Linked DNA regions of Capra hircus: region 1 is linked to region 2. A link is a contact called in public Hi-C data. All regions are on one chromosome and are shown on one strand. Each heading gives the region's core, a stretch centred on a gene start, on an enhancer-like site or on the middle of the called end of the contact. The rest is flanking DNA. Distances are from core to core; before and after follow the strand shown.

Region 1 (2,700 bases), core at 148-2,647, 150 kb after region 2:
CCTGTGTCTCGGCAAGGGGATCCAAGCGCCCTCCAAAGGCAGGCACTTGGGTGGGAGGGGTCCAGGTGGAAGGGACACAGCAGGGAGCCCAGAGCTGCAGAAAGTGCCTTCAAGTACCACGTACCACGTTCCTCCACGTTCCTCAGGAGCTGAACCCAGGGAGGGTCAGCACCACCATCCCAGTCATCTCCCTTCTTGGGCACACCTGACACACCACAATCTGGCCATCTCTGTCCTGGACACAAGCTCCCCCAGTGCACACATAGAAAAACACACAGCCTTCTCCCCTCCAAATATTCTGCTAGACCACAGACAGAGAGAAAGAGAGAGAGTGTGTGTGTGTGTGTGTGCGTGTGCGCGCAGGCGCCTGTGTGTGTGTGTGTGTGTGTGCAGACAGAGCGGAGTCCATCCCTGCACACAGCCTTGTGTGCGCACACAGAACACACATCCTTCCCCACGTGCACACATCATCTTACCAACCAACACACCCACCCCTTGCCCCCCTCTTCTGCCAGTTGTTGGAAGACACACACACACACACACACACACACCAGCATTGGCCCTGGCCCTGCCAGAGCTGCAGTCTGCCGATTTCTGCTGCCTCCCTGCTTGCCCCACACCAGCGCCATCAGAGGAAGGGGTAAAGCCTTCGCAAAGGTCCCCACCTCCTGGAAGCCCCCACTCCCCAATTTTGGTCCTCTTACCAAACCGTTGTCCTCCTTCGGGGAAGGGGAGTAAAGCCCCACCCTAGCTCCCACCCCCCCACCTCAGCTGTCATCCCGCACCAATCAACTCCCCCTTACCAGCTAGAAGATGAATTCCTTGACCCCCGCACCACTCCCTGAAAGAGGGGTGTGAGGGCCCCCGAATCGCAAAGATGGGGGCAGAGAGGCGCGCTGTTGTACTGGTTGGCACGACCGTCCACCATCAAACCTCTGCACCACCCCCCGAAACTGCTCACCTCACCGACCGTCCTCCTTGTCCTCCCACCCCGCCTCCGTCCACCACCCCCAGGCCTGCACAGGGTGGTCCTCCCGGAGGAGGGGTGGGGGGCCGTCTCACGGGGATCCCCCGACCCAGGAGGCGCCGGGGGTGGCTTTCCCCGTCTCAACCTCCCCCGGCTGAGTTCTCCTCCAAGCCCCACCCCCATGGCGGAGCGGGTGTCCTCCGGTCCCAGCGCCCACTCCCACCGTCTGGGCCGGCCGCGGGCTCTCAGATCCGAAGGAATTCACTCACCTCCGGCCCCTGCCGGGCTCCAGGCCGAGCACCGCCTCCGATCGCGGCGGCTGCGGGGCCTGCGCACGAGTGTGAGTGTGAGTGCGAGTGCGGGCGCGGGGCGATGCGCTCGGCGCCCGGCGGGCTCGGTGCGTGGCGTGTGTCTGTGGCGCGGCCGGTGTGTCTGCGAGCCGCCGCCGGGTGCGCGCAGACCCCGCCGCCCGCCTCGCGCCTCTGCCCCGCCGGGGCCCGCGCCCGGGAGGGGGCTGGAGCGCAGCGTGCGTCAGGGGCCGCGGCCGCAGGCTGTCCGCCGCCCTCGCCACCCGCGCCCGCGCCCGCGCCCTCCGCAGGCCTCGCCGCAGCGAGACCCCTCCCGCCCCCTCTCCAGGCTCGATGCCGCCGCGGACACACGCACGCTCACAGACACACGCCCGCCGGGCCGGGGCCGCGCCGGGCTCCGCCGCTGCCAGCCGAGGCCCCGCAGACGACTAAGTCCCGAGCACGCCCTGGCCCCCGGCCCCCTGACCCTGCGGGAACCCGGTCCCACCGCCGCCCCGGGCGCATTCAACAGCTGGAGGCAAACTTACGGAGGGGCGAGCCGCCCTAGGTGCGCGGCGCCCCCCAGCGCCCGCCCGAAGACGCCTGCAGCCCCTGGACTTCCCGTCCCCAGCAGTGGAACCCCCCCTCCCCCGCTCCCCACACCCCATCCCCAGCAGCCCGCTCCCCGATCGCCAGTCCTGTGTTCAACCCCTGGCAACTGGAGGAGTGTGGCTGGTGCGTTCCCATTTTACAGGCAAGACAACTGAGGCTTGCGGAGCGCAGGGAATCCCCCAAGGTCAGAAGCCAGCTTGGTAGCAGAGACAGTACTACTAGATTCCAGGTCTCTCTGTCCTTGGACCAGGACTCTAGGCAGTGCTCACTACCTTTCCCCAGCCCTCGCGAAGTATGGCCAGGGGCGCACTGGGCTCTGCTGCAGCCCAGAGATGCTTCCTAAGGCCTTGGAGCCCTAGCCTCTCCCTAGCCACTGTCCCCCACATAAACACAGAGGGAGGAGATGCAGGAAGAAGCTCTGGCATGCGGGCCCTATAACCCCCCACCCTACACACACACACACACACACTTGGTACACAAGCATCCAGTGAGAAGATTTGGCTTATGTCCTTCCCGTGCAGAAAGAAACAGGCCCCTCCTTGGCCCCTGGGCCGGCACACCTACTGGCTGAAGCTCTGCTCGGGACAGGCCTTAGGCGTCTCAATCACTTTTATGGGGCCGCTTGAGCCAGTGCCAGTCCTCAAGTCGTGCACAGCAAAATGGGCTGCAGGAACTCCCAGAAGAAGCATCTCATCTGGGCCAGGAATGGAAGAGACTCTCTGGAAAAAGCCATTGCCTGAGCTAAATCAACGGATGAGTAGGAGCTGGTCAACTGAAGAAGGTGGAGGAGGGTGTCTCAGACTGTGGGAACATCATGTGCAAGGGCACAGAGGC
Region 2 (2,700 bases), core at 88-2,587:
CTGCCCTATCTGACTGGCTGTCCAGGGCACGGCTGGACCTCACTCTGTCTTGAGCAGAGGCAGTGACATGAAAAGACAGATGTGGCTGTTGTGGGATCTCACATCCCTACCGCTCACAGACCCTGGGACCCTGGACAATACACTTCACCCTGGGGACCTCAGTTCCTCATCTGTAAAATGAGGATAATCATGACTATTTCACTGAATGTTTGTGAACATCAAGGATCAATGGATTGTTTAACAATGTATTCAAGCATTACAGGAATGATTTTTAAATGTAAAACTCTGTCAAATGGGACCTGTAGATGCTGAGTGGACACATAGGTCACCCAGGATGGGAAGCCAGGAAGCAAATGTAGCCCATCTAAATGGAGAATGCAGGTTCTCAACCACCCTGGCAGATGGACAGATGGTGAGGGGATGGAGGAAAGAAAGGATGGTGGATGATGGACGGAGACCGGGAGGGTGGGCCAGTCACTGGATGGAGTCAAGAGGCCGCCTGTGAGGCTTTTCCCGCTGAAGTCCAGCCTCCCCCAACTTACCCCCACTACCCCCCAAAAGGGGCTGGACTAGGGTGAGACACTTTGAGGCAGTCATCTCTGGTGCTAAAGGGAAGCCAAAGTCACTGATCAAGATAAATTAACCTTTAGGTGATAGCTTTGGAAATCAGGTGCCAAAAAGTCATGGTGAACAAAATATCAAAGTAATGTTAATTTTTTACCTTTGAAATAAAGATTAAATCTCATCCAGCAGTTGTATGACCTCATCTGCCTCCCTTGGTCCTGACCTTACCTACCACTCCAGAACCTCCTTACCCCTCACCCATCTCCCCCAAGACATCATTTCACCACCACCCCCATCCCCACCCTGAGCCAGCATGGAGAGTCAGGAAGGGAAGTGATGGAGAATGAAAAAGAAGGCAGGTTTGGGCCACCGCTGCCACGTTATTCCCAGCGCCCAACCCTGACCCCCACACAGACCCCTCAGAGGAGCTCCAGGCCATGGCTTCTCTGAGTGGTATCCCCTCAGTCACCACAGGGTGGAGCCCGTGGGCTGGTTTTGGTCTCAGAGGAACCCAAGGTAGAGGGAAGGGAAGAGGGTGGTCAGAAACTCCTGGGTTCCCCATGACTGGGTGTTGGCTGCTTTTTGTGGATTCTTTCATGAAATTCCTCACACCTTCCCTCGTGGGAGGTGCTGACATGATCCCAGGTTTTAGAGAGAAGGAAAAAGAGGCCCAGGAAGGGAAAGTGGGCCACAGCTGGTGGGGACCTGGCCGTGTCTGCCAGGCTCCGACCACTTACTGGGAGCCCAGAGCCCTTGAGCCTCAAAGAGCGCACTCTGGGTTGGTCTTGGGTGGGCAAACGAGCCCATTCTATAGAGCTGGAGACTGAGGCTGATGTGACTAAGGCCTTTAGTTCCTGTCACACAGCCAAGGGGGACGGAGGAAGCAGGGGAAGCTTGACTGCCTGGTATCATCCCATGCCTTCCACCCCCTGCCCAGAGTGACCCCCAGCCGTGAGGCCCCTTGTCCTGGCCTGCAGACCCGGGCCCAGAGAGAAAGTTCTAGCAGGTGGGGGTCAGAAGTCTTTGTCCATCCCTACTCAGTGACGACTTTAGCCAATTCACATGCCTCATCTGTCCCAGGACCATCTCAGGGCCCTGTGGGCCTGGGGTCACTTGAAGAAACCAATTGGGGCCTCCTCTCAGCACTCCCAACAGCCTGGTGACCCGAACAGCAGAGTCTGAGGGGCAACCAAGGCAATCGGACAGGAGATAAAGAATAAAAAGCCCCGCCACCATTTTTTCCTCCATAACCATAAGCGGCCTTTGAGCAGATTTCAGGATTGAGGGGATTTCAGGATTGCAGGCCCGTTGCCATCACAAACTGATTTATATCACCATCCCTGGACATGAGTCCTATGGCCCAGCCTGGCCTAGGGGCCTGGCTTCCTGATAACTGAAGGTTCTGGTTACCAGAGCTGCCATGATCACGTGGGGATGACCAACCTCAGAGAGAAATAATGGCTCTCATTTCATCCCAGGGCCCCACTGGGAGCATTGCCATCTCTGAAACCACGGTTAGCAGATGGAGAAGAGGTGCCGGCTAGCCACCTGCCTTTTGGTTAGAAGGGACTTTGCAGTTGTAAAACATAGAAGGTCGGGGATCAAAAAGTCCTGAGAACAGATTTCGTCAAACCCTGACACCCACCCCAGCCATTTATTCGTTCGACAAATACTTAACATCACCATGTTCCTCAGGCTAATGTGTTAGAACCAGCCCCTTAGAGTTTATGATCCAGCAATGAAAACAAATATTATTGTCCTGAAGGCAAAAGGGAGCCAACTAAAGGTTCTTAGGCAGAAGAGTGGCGTGACCAGATTTATGTCTTAGAAAAATTAGTCTGAGTACTATGAGGGCAAAGGGTCAGGGTAAGGGTGGGGCAAGGCTTGAGGCCAAAGGACCTACTTGGCCTGTCACAAGAGGAAGGACAATGATGGCCTGAATAGGGAGGTGGCAGCAAGGAGGCAGGGCTCCTGAATAGGGAGTCCATGGCTCTGAGAGTCGTTCCAGACACCAGGCTCTAGGGAACATTGATTGTCCAGGCAGGGAGGAGGGAAGAGAAGGGGTCAAAATTGACACTTGGGATCCCACCTGAGTGACTGGGGGTGAGGTGGGAGCAGGGAAGCAGTGTTGCCCTT

What was found. Hi-C and Micro-C count contacts between places; a contact is called where the count stands out from the background.
Region 1: a contact with region 2 is called in a Hi-C map of blood, with 4 times the contacts expected there. The contact joins the promoter of ELFN2 here to the enhancer-like site in region 2. A contact is called at or near these places in 3 of 5 Hi-C or Micro-C datasets (all in blood).

Annotation. Positions count from the first base shown.
Region 1 is chr5:74,516,965-74,519,664 of ARS1.2, forward strand. It overlaps ELFN2 (protein phosphatase 1 regulatory subunit 29), which reads right to left and starts at 1,398. Exons shown (of 3, transcript XM_018048309.1): 1 at 1,237-1,398.
Region 2 is chr5:74,363,749-74,366,448 of ARS1.2, forward strand. No RefSeq gene overlaps it. Among named protein-coding and RNA genes, the nearest start is that of CYTH4, 10 kb to the right of the region's middle. Within about 2 kb of position 1,338, at least 1 of the 5 cell types and tissues checked has an H3K27ac peak or open chromatin away from gene starts, as enhancers often do.